2 separate regions of the Mus musculus genome follow, and region 2 is linked to region 1. A link is a contact called in public HiChIP or PLAC-seq data. All regions are on one chromosome and are shown on one strand. Each heading gives the region's core, a stretch centred on a gene start, on an enhancer-like site or on the middle of the called end of the contact. The rest is flanking DNA. Distances are from core to core; before and after follow the strand shown. Region 1 overlaps Mirt1 (myocardial infarction associated transcript 1). Region 2 has its middle 22 kb from the start of Smc3.

The links. HiChIP or PLAC-seq counts read pairs in DNA pulled down with a chosen protein or histone mark.
Region 2: an H3K4me3 HiChIP or PLAC-seq map of intestinal villus epithelium shows a contact between it and region 1, with 6 read pairs. The contact joins two enhancer-like sites. A contact is called at or near these places in 3 of 484 Hi-C or Micro-C datasets (the 4T1 cell line, the HL-1 cell line and bone marrow-derived macrophages), 13 of 115 datasets of contacts at active chromatin or transcription factors (CD8 T cells, embryonic basal ganglia, embryonic stem cells and 7 more) and 2 of 9 other capture datasets (adipose tissue and liver).

What each region holds. Positions count from the first base shown.
Region 1 is chr19:53,446,571-53,453,227 of GRCm38.p6, reverse strand. Mirt1 (myocardial infarction associated transcript 1) reads left to right here. Exons shown (of 10, transcript NR_028427.1): 3 at 1,464-1,606; 4 at 1,725-1,815; 5 at 2,036-3,953; 6 at 5,915-6,072; 7 at 6,341-6,452. Among named protein-coding and RNA genes, the nearest start is that of 4833407H14Rik, 11 kb to the left of the region's middle. Within about 2 kb of position 3,982, at least 61 of the 459 cell types and tissues checked have an H3K27ac peak or open chromatin away from gene starts, as enhancers often do. A contact at or near this core is called in bone marrow-derived macrophages and intestinal villus epithelium, where this site is marked.
Region 2 is chr19:53,575,525-53,582,181 of GRCm38.p6, reverse strand. No RefSeq gene overlaps it. Among named protein-coding and RNA genes, the nearest start is that of Smc3, 22 kb to the left of the region's middle. Within about 2 kb of position 3,076, at least 9 of the 459 cell types and tissues checked have an H3K27ac peak or open chromatin away from gene starts, as enhancers often do. A contact at or near this core is called in bone marrow-derived macrophages and intestinal villus epithelium, where this site is marked.

The DNA.
Region 1 (6,657 bases), core at 2,733-5,232:
TACCAACTGAGCTATGCGGGGACTCTGAAAACAGATTTTTAAAAATTCGGATTTTTATAAATAAATATATATGTGTGTGTGTGTGTGTGTATGAGTGTTTCCCCTAAAAGTTTGCATGTGTGTGCAGTGCTCTGTGAAGGACACCAAACCCCCCTGGAACTGCTGTTAAAGAAGATTATAAGCCACCAAGAATGGGTGTTGAGGATAAACAGCAGTCCAGCAGAAGAGCAGCGCTTGTTCTTGACCACTCGGCCCTCTCTCTAGCCCCAGGAAGTAGATTTCTAACATTATTTTACATTATTGAAGAAAGTTAAAGTAATACTTTGTGGTATGTTTTGTTGGAGACCAGCAGAATGGGTTTACACATTGCCCGTTGCCAACCCTCAGAGGCAGAAGCGAACAGTAGTGACACACACTGAATGGACCGCAAATACTTACTTCTAACCATTTCCAGAAAAAAAAAAGGCTCTCTGACCTTTGACCCAGGCCAGTTGTGACACTCTTCTCTCTTTTTCCCCCTAAGCTTCCTTGCAGCTAGGAGTGGCCACTTGTTCTCCTCAGTCAGGCAAAGATCTGCAGGGGAGACTGGTATAAAGCCCTGCTGTTCCAAAGGAAAGAGTGGGATGTGTCTGGGAACTCTCCCACCTACTTCCTGTCTGAACTGTGAGTTAGCCCTGGGGAGCCCACCCAGCCCTCTTTTAGAACCCATCTCCTGCTGAGAGACAGGAAGCACAGGGTCATGAGTTCAAGTAGAAGGGCTGGGTCCCCGTTGGCTACTGTCCAGGAGAAGCGGAATGCCTGCCCTGAGCACCTGCCCAGAGGTTAGGCTACTTGTAGCCTAGATCCGAGGAGCCACTTGTCTGCCAGGAACTTGTCAGTGGCTCCTGATTGCCAGACCCACATCAGTACATGGGAAAGTTATAAGGTAAACTAAGGTCCACTGTTGGATTCTGGGGTCCTAGAGGCAAAATTTCTCAGTGTTCCCTTATCCCCGAAACTCCTATAGCTCTCAAAAGATAATAATCAAAATAATGTTGGATGTTTTGGAGGATGTTTGAGAGATGAATAAATGAATGAATGGATGGATGAATGAATGAATGAATGAATGAATGGAAGCATATAGTTATCAAGAGGGAGCTACACAGAATTGAAAGCAGCCTGGAAAGTCTGACCTAGGTATTCTATTAGTTAACAAAGGAAACCGGGTTTCCATGAGTATAATTGGCTTTCCTATGGTCACAAGAGTTAGGAGGAAAAAAGTTGGGATCCCACCTTAAGGCTGGTTCAACTCCTTGGATACTGGCCTCTCCGGCCTCAGCTCCTTGGACATTCCCTGAGGCAATGCCAGACATAATCTGTAGAAGTAGGTGACAAATCTACCATCACCTAGGGGAAAGCATGAAAGGAAACTTGATGAGTTTGGACGACTGCCAGTCACTGCCTCTCTCCCTCGCATCCCCCAGTTCTGCTCCTAGAATTGCCAGGAACACGTCACCTCCTTAGCAGGTGCTCGGAACATATTTGGAAGATGAGTCCCCTCGTATCAGTGCACATTCCTCAGCAAAAAGTCACAGGCTGCAAAACTTCAAAAAAAAAAAAAAAGCAGGTAAGATGGATGTCATACCTCCTAGCTTCGCAATAGATTGGAATGTACATCCTTTGTTTCTGCATAAGCATTCTGCCACACTACGCAAGCCCAGGCTATTCATCACTTGCCATCATAGGAAAACGGTGTATGTGCTTCAGAGAGCCACCCACTGTGCCAAGCACGGCGACGTAAGCCGTCTCATTTGAACCTCCTCACAACAGGATGGGGTAAGTCTTTATGGCTGACCTTCTTTCATAGCTAAGGAATCTGAGCTTCCAAAAGGGTAAACTACCTTCACAAAGGCCGCACAGCCAGTTGGTGCCAGAGTCGGGTTCAAAGCTGGGTCTGTGCCTGCGTGGGATAAGAGGGGAGGTGGAATGTTGGAGATGCAGCTCGGTTGGCAGAATGCTTGCCTAGTGTACACAGAATCCCAAACTTGGTCCCCAGAACTGCATAATCTGGGCACAGTGCCCCATGCCTGTGCCCTAGCACTCAGCGAGTTGAGGAAGGAAGACCAGAAGGTACAGGGTCATTCTCGGCCATATTTGCGGTTTGCGGCCAGCCTGGGAGACCCAGACTTGGGCTAGTGAAGAACTGTGGATATGAACTGCAGGATTGCTGTAAGGAACAGCTGACACCCTGAACTCTGCACGGAGAACGCTGTAGTGAGAGAACTGTCGGGGAGAGAGGAACATGGTACCAAAGTAGGAATGGGTGAGGCTCTGTGTGCCCACAGGACATGTCCTTTCATGGGTTGTGGGTCAGGTTCAGCCACAGTGTGATTGCTCAGCTGATGTGTGTATGCTAAAGGGCAGGGTCCATGCATTAGGAGTGGCTGGGCTGGGCTGGTGTGGTGTGCTGTGTTTCCCGTGGGGATGGCGGTGATTCATTACCCTTCCCAGCCCGCTCAGCTTCTATCAGGGTTCAACTTGTAGTAAACAAGTCAGAAAATGCCATCTGGGTGAGAAAGAGACGGGGGGGGGGGGGGGGGCGGGGAGCTTCCGAGGTGACCCTCAGTGTCCTGTCAGCCCCAAATCTTCCTGGAAACTACACACTGGATCCACAGAGCTCAGAATCTCTCTCACCAATGGCAGAAAACCCTTCTTCACCCAATTTCCGATCTTTTTTTTTTTTTCTGGAATGTTCTAGAAACTCTACTCTCCTGGGATGATTCTGAGATATAACCACTCCAGCTTGCGCTGGGGGTGGGAGTGGGGGTGGGTGTTCTGCTGCCCAGAGGATATCTGTTGGGGTGCTTCTGGGAGGTGTGCATCAATAAATCAACCTGTGCATGCTATTAATCAACAGTTTCCCTGAAGTCTGGCCAGCGAAATTCAGGCTTGTTGTCTAAGTGAGTAGGTCTGACGTTCTCGGAGCAGAGAACACAGGAGACACAGTTCAGCCCGCAAGATGAATAAAACCACAATCACAACAAGAGCACAACTAGAGGAACGATTAATTGTCAGATTGTGAGAGTCTCCCTTGGTTCACCAGGGCTTTCAAAAGGACAGGTAAGACTAGCCAGTTTGCCCCAAAAATAGGCCAAACGAGACTGGAAGGGCTTGAGCACTAGAAGTTCAAGGCTCTGACCCTGGGAGGCTGAGGCTAAGATGGTTCTAGGACTGGTTCCCTCTGAGGCTGTGAGCAAGACTGTTTAACTCCTGTCTCGCTTCTGCTGGCGACTAGCATTTGTTTGTGTCTGCTAGTCTCTACCGTTGAAACAACCACATCTGCACAGACCCCGTTCCAAGCAAGGTTGCATTCTGAGGTACGGAGGTCTAGGAGTTCAATCCATGAATTATGGATGGCGACACATAATTTAACCCATAGCATAACCAGAAGCGGGTTCCACATATGGATCACGCACAGGATCTTCTTTTGCCAGTCCACACAGATCGCCAACGAGTCTTCCCGAAAACGACTTGCACTCCCCCGGCCCCGCCCTTCGAGGTGGTAGCCGGCCTCACCTTATCTTACTTGCAACTCAGGTGTGACTGGCCCCACCCTGGGTAAGAGGTTACTGTGAGCAACCAACACTGGGAGATCATGGAGGAATGGGGCCAAGAAGGGACCTCAGGATAAAAATAGCTCCAGCAGTAGGGGTAGGTGGCGTGTGACCAGATGACCTTTGCCCTTTGAGACTTTGAAAGTCACCAGGTTGGGATGACTCAGCTCTCCGCTCATCACCTTGGGGAAGAGTGACCGTACATGGGGGGGGCGGGTCACTTCTCTTTTCCTTCCTCCCCTGGCAGCTCTTCTGGAGCTTCCAGAAGCCTGAAGAGGATCCCATGACGACACTGATGTAATCCTGTGTGCCCTGTAAAAGGGGGGTGGTGGATCAGAACTGAACTGTCTTTCAAAGCAGGTGGGTGACTCAGCAAAACCACCCAATTTATTCGCACGTCATTTGCACAATAAGAGAAGGAGCTTGCCCTTCCCGCCTTAACCTAGTGAGGCTCAAGCTGAGGGGATAATTTGGCCTTGGTGTCCAGGAAGGTTTCTGTGCACTGAGCCCCATTAGCTCTGTAGTTTGCCCTTACTTACGGCACAAACATTAAGGATATTTGGGAAGAGACCCTTGATAGCCCTGAATGTGGTTCCGAAGTGCCTGTCAGGGGTCATCTAGGAAAGGCTGAGGCTAGCAGGTAACCTTCCTGGAGGTGGCCCACTGTCTTTGCATAGCTTATGATAGGTGAACTCGGGCAGGCAAGGTCCCAAGGGACTTCATTCCAGGATTGCTTCTTGCAGCTGATATGTCTTTCCTGTCACTGTTACATTCCCTACGGACTCCTGGGCATTAGCCCACCCTATTGAGCAAATTCCACCCGGTCTATGTGTCTGTGTGAGGGACTTCTTTCCTTTCCTTTTTGTCCTCTCTGGTTCAAAAAGCTTTAAGAAGCTCTGAGCCTCTCATGGGGCCAGAGGAACCCCGGGCTGACTTAATTCTCCATTGCTAACCACATGTGTTAATTCGCCAGAAATTAGTGGTTATTTAAGCACAAAATAATAAAAGAGCCAAAGAGTTAAGTTTATAGCACTTATTGAAGCACAGGACAGTAATAAAGAGTTGAGTTCCAGCACTTGCTTAAGCACAAAGAGCTAAGTTTCCCCCAGCGCTTATTTAAGCACGGATTTGAAGAGACGCCAATGGTTTTCAGCCACAAAATAAGCAAGAGAGTGTTAAGTTTACAGAAGCCATCAGCTTCTTGCCCCAAGTACAGTTAGCCAGGATTACAAAGCCAGGGCATCAGTCTTTGGCCTTCGTCCAATGACGCTGTGTTCCACCTCAGCTCTGAACTCCAAAAGGCTGGAGGAGGCCCCCAGCAAGCGCCAGCACCGAGATGTAGAAACATCCCAATTCTCGGTGGTGGTGGTGAGATGTCTCCGTGGGAAGAGGCGCTTGCTGTCAAGTTCCATGCCCTCAGAACCCATGAGGTAGAAGGACAGAACTCTGAGAAAAGCTGCTCTCTCTCTCTCTCTCTCTCTCTCTCTCTCTCTCTCTCTCTCTCACACACACACACACACACACACACACACCTACCTCCAACAAATAAATGAATAAATGGTTAAAAATTTGCTGGCTCTTGGGCCTTGTCCCAGAACTATTAAGCCAGAATATGCATTTTAACAAGAACCCCAAGAGACTTGTGCACTTATTAAAATTCTAAGAGCACTTACTTCCGGGGCCTCGCTCTCACTGTTCTGGGTCCACGCCAGTCCTTTGGTGAGAACGACCTCACTCACTCGGGGAGAGCTGTGTGCCTCCCCTACTCTAGCCCCAGATCCAGCACTGGGACTGCTCAGCTCTAAACATGGCCCCCCGGGTGGCCCTGGAACTCAGTTCCAGAGCTTAGGACCAAAGCTCTTCCACCATACTCTTCTTCAGCTTTGGATGGAAGCCCAGAGCTGGGAGCCATGGGTACCACTACAGTAAATCTAGGAAGAGCTCTCACAGAGAAGAGGGGATCTCTCTGGGACATCTGGGACATGCAGCAGACAGAGAGCGCTCCCCCTGCTCACATCTTCTGAGCTTCAGCTTTGTCTTCCCCTCCACCCGACCCCCAGACTGACCCTGGGCTGCTCCATCCTTGTAAGGCCTGAAGAACAGATCTCATGTGGTGAGCACCCGAATGAGGTAGATAGAGGTGATGTCAGACCAGGCACATGATGCCTAAAGCCCACACCGGAGCCCTAAGGTGGGGCAGCCAGCAGTGGCCAGTCTTTCAGGGGCGGTGGAGCCGCTCATACTTCCCTTCAGAGCAGGTATGGGGACTGTTTTCTGGAACCCAAGCTCTAACCATCTTGGCTTTTCTGCCCACCCCTCAGGCTTTGGACTGAGCGCTCTGGACCCATTAATGCAAGGTCTGACTCTTCCAGACTGAGAGACTGCTGAAGGAAGAAGCAGTGACCCACGGCTGAGTACAGTGGCCAGGGTTCCAGGGTACACATCTGTCAATTCACCCCTCTGGAGGCATGGGCTGCTGGTACGATGTGTGTTCCATGAACACAGCTGGGGCCCAAATGAGTTCCCTAGAGAGTAACCTACGTCTGGGGTTTATCAGAACAAAAGAGGGTCAGATTCTGTGAATCCCACCAGCAGGGATGGTGGGCAAGCAGTGGATGCTACCAGGGAGGGTCAGAGCATCTCCTTACACAAGGATTGGGCCTGAAGTCCCGGGAGGGAGGGACCAGGAGGCTGACATGAGTGTGAATATGGCTGTGTGCACAGGGCTCTTCTCTGTGTGTCTGCAGGAAGTGAGTTCCGTGAGAAACTGTTTGGTATAATCCGTGAATACTGAGAGAACTGTAGGCTGTCTGTGGGGAAGAGGGAGCAGGTGTTGCCCTCTCGCCTGTGAATCACTAGGTGAGTGCAGTATGGATGGTTTGAGCCCTCCAGTCCCAGACAGCATCTTTCAGCACAGATGTACCTACATACGAGACCCTCATCTCAGAGTCTCTGGGAACTTCTCAGTACTCTTGTCAAAAATCTGGGGAATGTTTACATAATGGCCTCACGTGCTTCAGAGCCTCTGTCAAGCCTGGGAGAAGTGAGGAAGGGAGAAGGTACT
Region 2 (6,657 bases), core at 1,827-4,326, 130 kb before region 1:
TGTCTTTTTATTGGGGAATTGAGTCCATTGATATTAAGAGATATTAAGGAAAAGTAATTGTTGCTTCCTATTATTTTTGTTGTTAGAATTGGCATTCTGTTCTTGTGACTGTCTTCTTTTAGGTTTGTTGAAAGATTACTTTCTTGCTTTCTCTAGGGCGTAGTTTCCGTCCTTGTATTTTTTTTTCTGTTATTATCTATTGAAGGGCTGGATTCGTGGAAAGATATTGGGTGAATTTGGTTTTGTCATGGAATACTTTGGTTTCTCCATCTATGGTAATTGAAAGTTTGTCTGGGTATAGTAGCCTGGCCTGGCATTTGTGTTCTCTTAGTGTCTATATAACATCTGTCCAGGTTCTTCTGGCTTTCATAGTCTCTGGTGAAAAGTCTGGTGTAATTCTGATAGGCCTGCCTTTATATGCTACTTGACCTTTTTTCCTTACTGCTTTTAATATTCTATCTTTATTTAGTGCATTTGTTGTTCTGATTATTATGTGTCAGGAGGAATTTCTTTTCTGGTCCAGTCTATTTGGAGTTCTGTAGGCTTCTTGTATGTTCATGGGCATGTCTTTCTTTAGGTTTGGGAAGTTTTCTTCTATAATTTTGTTGAAGATATTTGCTGGCCCTTTAAGTTGAAAATCTTCATTCTCATCTACTCCTATTATCTGTAGGTTTGGTCTTCTCATTGTGTCCTAGATTTCCTGGATGTTTTGACTTAGGGTATTTTTGCATTTTGTATTTTCTTTGATTGTTGTGCCGGTGTTCTCTATGGAATCTTCTGCACCTGAGATTCTCTCTTCCATCTCTTGTATTCTGTTGCTGATGCTCACATCTATGGTTCCAGATTTCTTTCCTAGGGTTTCTATCTCCAGCGTTGCCTCACTTTGGGTTTTCTTTATTGTGTCTACTTCCCTTTTTAGGTCTTGTATGGTTTTGTTCAACTCCATCACCTGTTTGGTTGTATTTTCCTGTTTTTCTTTAAGGACTTCTACCTGTTTAGCAGTGTTCTCCTGTATTTCCTTAAGTGAGTTATTAAGTACTTCTTGATGTCCTCTACCATCATCAAAAGATATGCTTTTAAATCCGGGTCTAGCCGTGCGTGGTGGCACACACCTTTAATCCCAGCACTCAGGAGGCAGAGGCAGGTAGATTTCTGAGTTCGAGGCCAGGCTGGTCTACAAAGTGAGTTCCAGGACAGCCAAGGCTATACAGAGAAACCCTGTCTCGAAAAACCAAAAAAAAAAAAAAAAAAAAAAAAAAAAATCCGGGTCTAGCTTTTCAGGTGTGTTGAGATATCCAGGACTGGCTGAGGTGGGAGTGCTGGGTTCTGATGATGGTGAGTGGTCTTCGTTTCTGTTAGTAAGATTCTTATGTTTGCCTTTAGCCATCTGGTAATCTCTGGAGATAGTTGTTATAGCTGTCTCTGGTTAGAGCTTGGTCCTCTCTTGATTCTGTTAGCCTCTATCAGCAGACCTGGGAGACTAGCTCTCTCCTGAGTTTCAGTGGTCTGAGCACTCTCTGCAGACAAGCTCTCCTCTTGCAGGGAAGGTGCACAGATATCTGGACCTGCCTCCTGGCAGAAGATGAAGACCCGAAACAGGGCCTGTCCCAGAAGCTGTGTAGCTTCTGTAGTCGACACTCTCACCTACACAGTCTAGTCTCTGAGAGATCCCGGACCAGCGATGACTTCCCCAGGTGCTCCAGCAAAGCCCTCCCTGGTAGGGCGGACACCTCTCCTCTGCCAGGGTCAGTGCCCGGATGTCTGGAGCCCAAAACGGGGTCTGGCCCAGAAGCTGTGTGGCTTCTGCCTGTCCCAGAAGCTGTTAGCTTCTGTAGTCCACACTCTCACCTGCACAGACCAGTCTCTGAGGGATCCGGGAACCAAGATGGCTCCCCCAGGTGCTCTGGCCACTGCTCACTTCTTATTTGAACAAAACAGAAACTGTTCTCACATACATCCCACCTTGCAGTGTCTCCTTGGAGTCCATTCTTCCTGGACTGGACAGTTTAAGCCAGTGTAAGAGTCGTTTACCCATTAAAGCCTCTGGCTGTTGGTATACACAATGCTCAGAAAAATCAGGCAAACACTATTTTAACTTGTGACTTTTCATTTAGTTATGAAATCAGAACACCAGAAAATGCAATTCTCTATATTAATTAAAAACATTGAGCAGACATGCACCAATGCAGACATTATTTTTCCTAGGGTTATGTTTTATTTTTTGTATATTTAGTTCTTTTGGTTTGTTTGTTTGTTTGTTTGTTTGTTTGTTTGAAACAGGGTTTCTCTGTGAAGGCCTGGATGGCCCAAAACTCACTCTGTAGACCAGGCTGTCCTGGGACTTGGCGATCCTCCTGCCTCTGCCTCCCAAGTCTAGGATTAAAGGCCTGGGTCATCACCACCCAGCTATGTTTGTTCTTGTTGGAGTGTACTTTTATCTCTTGAATCTTATTTTTGTTTTTTGCATGTTTTTGTTTCGATATCATGTGTGCATTAATTCATTTTGATTGTATAAATGAATTGCTTTGCACCCCCCACAAACAAACAAACCACCAAACAAAACACGGAGTTCCTCCTAGACTATCCGAAAAACATCATTCAGTTCACCTTATTTGTTTTGTTTGGTTGCTGGGATTTTTATTTTGTTCCAATATTGTTATTTTGTTTTGGGTTTTGGTTTTGTTTGTTTGTTTGTTTGTTTGTTTGTTTTAAGACAAGGCTCACTGTGTACAAACTCAGAAATTCACCTGCTTCTGCCTCTGTGCTAGAATTAAAGGTGTGCACCTGGCTGTGTGTTTTCTGAAACAGGCTCTCCCTAGGTAACCCAGACTAGCCTGGAACTTACTGTGTAGCTTCCAGCAAACCTCTTGCTTCCATGTCATAAATTCTGGGATTACAAAACCATTACACTCAACTTTTAACTGACTAGAATTTCATACTCAGTGAAGTCAGTAAGAAAACAACACAAAAGACAGGGACACAAGATGACATTTGTGGTCACCACCTGCTAGAAAGCAAATAGACTTAGGTGGTTCTTCGCATCATTTTCATCATTGCCACTAGAGGGCGCTTCAAAGCTACGAATCGGTGTGAGGAGCACAAAAATCAATCAGTGGCCATTATTTACTGAACATTCATGTCATCTGGTGCCGTACTAAGACTCAAGGCTTTATGGCTGGTAAGAGGGCTCAGTGGATAAAAGGTACTTAACACCAAGCCTGCTGGCCCACATGGACCTGTCCCTGCCAGAGTCATTATGCCTCCATGTGCAATCCCATGTATCTTTCCCCACCAAATAAATGAATAAAAGTACATACATAGATGCATACATACATACACATATGCATATATACATGCATGCATACACGCATACACGTGTAATACATACATGCATACACACATACATGTGTAATACATGCATGCATACACACATACATGTGTACATGCATGCATGCATATATACATTCAGACAGACAGACAGTGATAAAGACATTAAACCGTGACTGTGTACTTGTGGCTAAAATCCAAGATGGCAGTAGAAACTATGATGAATGTAAGTGAAAGACAGAACTTTGTACCATGTTGGTTGCCCAAAAATGGAAATGTAAACACTAAAAATAGTTAACATGGTAAATTTTGTGTTGCATCTACTTCATAACTTAAGAGACAGACACAGAGAGAGGGGGTGGGGGTGGGGAGATGAGTGACATCTTTGGTGTCCCATTCCAGAAGGCTGAAGTGGGCAGAACTCCTCCGTGGGCAGCTGAAGCTCACAGGTATGGAGACACGAGACAGCAGGGCACAGGTCATCATTTCAAAGGTGATCTGAGCTTTTACTTTCTATATATATCTCTATATCTCTGTATCTATATCTATATGCATGCATTTGTGTAACACTTTTATTACATTTTATTATTATGTGTGTAGATATGCATGTTCTATGACACTCATGGGGAGGTCAAAGGACAGGTTGCTTATGTAGAGGTCGGAGGGGTTGGCTTTCTTCCACCATGGAGTTTTGGGATTGAATTCAGATAGTCAGGTTTGGCAGCAAGAATACCTTCACTGGCTGAGCCATCTCCCTTACTCCCTTTCATGGGAGGTCACCACTACTAATCCTTTAATCACAGTACTCAGGAGACAAGACAGGCAAATCTATGTGAGTTCAAGGCTAGCCTCATCTTCATAGTGAAGATGCTATATAGCCATAGTGAGCCATGGCTATATAGTAAATCCCCCCATCTCAAAAAATTATAATCTCTCTGTCTGTCTGTCTGTCTGTCTGTCTGTCTGTCTGTCTGTCTCTGTCTCTCTCTGATGTGTGTATGTGTGTGCATGTGTGTGTGTGTGTGTGTGTGTGTGTGTGTGTGTGTGTGTGTGTGCATGTGTGCGTGTATACATATGCATCACAGCCTACATGTGGAAGTCACCTTCAGGAATTAGCCCAGCTCTGTCCCTCCACCAGACAGGTCCCAGCTTGTCAGGTTGATGGCAGTATATTTACCCACTAAGCAATCTCACTGGCCACTACAAGCCTTAGCCTATTACTCTGACCTAGGTTCTTAGCCTGTGGGAAATGTGGCAGCCTCCTTTCCATAACTTATCATCTTTGCACGCATACACTGAACATTTTCTGAGCTCCCCACTCTGTTCCAGGTACTTTGTAAGTCACTGTGGTCCAGCAGTGACGTAGACAGACACTTACAAAATACCTCTTGTTCAGCCTGGAGCGAGTATGAAAGTCCTAACAATTTTTTTTTTTTAATTTCACATTACCTAATCTTCAGTCATTCACCAGGAGGTCACTGGGAATGGCTGTCTGGAGAAGGCAAGGGGAAGAATAACTTCAGAAGCACAGAGTCCTAAGGTTGCCTTGACAACAAGATCAGAGAAAACAGTTAAGTCCAGTGGTGCCAGGGCCAGCTCTGAATCTCAGCTAATCTTCCACTCGGAGTCACCTTTGACTCTCACGGAACTTCAGTGAACCTTTGAAATCCAAAGAAGGAGGCCCACGCACTGAGAACTCAGCCTACAGCTCCCCTGGCTTTGTTCCAATTCTGCAGGAGCGCGGAAAGGCTCCCTCGAAAACCGCTGGAGACTGCAGAAGCTGTATGGGGTCAGGAGCCAGAGTTTGGTTTAAGAACCCAACAAAAAGCCAAAAAGTAGCTATGTGACTCTGGATTCTACAAGTGGGGTTCAACCTCAGTTTCCCCATTTGTAAAGTGGAAATAGAGTAGTACTTCAGAGGGTGTTATAAGGATGTAAATCGCAATACCTGGAGGGCAATAGCACAGTCAGTGATCACTTGAAAACGTAAGCTGAAGCCGGGCGTGGTGGTGCACGCCTTTAATCCCAGCACTCGGGAGGCAGAGGCAGGCGGATTTCTGAGTTCGATGCCAGCCTGGTCTACAAAGTGAGCTCCAGGACAGCCAGGGCTATACAGAGAAACCCTGTCTCAAAAAAACCAAAAAAAAAAAAAAGAAAGAAAACGTAAGCTGAAGGGGTGGGGGGAGGTTGGCGGTGGGGAGTGGGGGTGGGGGGGAGCACCCTTTCAGAGACAAAGGGGAGGGGGGAGAGGTGAAGGACTCTGGGAACGGGGACTGGGAAGGAGCCAACATTTGGAATGTAAATAAATAAAATAATCAAAAAAGAAAGGAGGGAGGGAGGGAGGGAGGGAGGGAGGGAGAGAGAGAGAGAGAGAGAGAGAGAGAGAGAGAGAGAGAGAGAGAGAGAACATAAGCTGAGCTGGAGCCCAGAGACCACCCAACTCCTTCATTCTTCAGCTGAGAGAGCAAAGACCCAGCAGCCAGGCAAGACTAAAGAGGCAGTGAGCGGTAGTTTTAGACAGACCAGTTTTAAATCTTGGCTCTACCCTTTGACTTCAGGAATTTTATCTAATCTACGAAATGTAGCAAGATTGTTGCCAGGCGTAAAGGAGAAATGTTACATTGGTCCTGGCACCTGGCACCGATGCCTGCTACGGAAGACTTGACCTTAAATGTTTCTTTGCTTCATTCTTTCTGGTTTCGTTTTCTTGTTTGGTTGGTTTGTTGTTGTTTGTTCGGTTTTTTTTTGTTGTTGTTGTTATTTTTGGTTGTGTTTGTTTGTTTGTTTGTTTGGGCCTCCGAGTCAAATTTGATCCTAACTTGATAACCTAGTCCCCACCCCCATCAGCAGCTGACCTAAGTGGATACATGCTGGGAACCTGGACATATCCCCTTGCTAGGATTTGGGACAGGGTCTTGCTCTGTATGTAGCTGACTGTCCTGGGGCTCACTGCAGTCTTCCAGTGTCACCCTCCACAGTGCTGGCAGCACTATGCCTGCCTTACGTGTTTGTTATTTTGTCTTGCAACCATGGCTTTGATTACTGAGAGTCTGCAGTAGATAAGTGTAATGGTAACATCCATCCGCCAATTGCTTCATGTTTTTGTGCACTAGGCTGTTATCACAGCTGCAGTTCACAAGACTCAACAAGACTATTGCTCTCTTGTTCCTCACAGTCCAGAAGGGGCTGAGGCTGTAGATTGATTTGGTAAAGGGCTAGCTTAGCATGGGTTCTGTTCTCAGCTCGGCAAAAGCAACCAAAAAAACAAAAAGGCACATGCCTGCAATCCCAACATTTGGGAGGTAGAGGCAAGAAGGTCGTAAGTTCAAG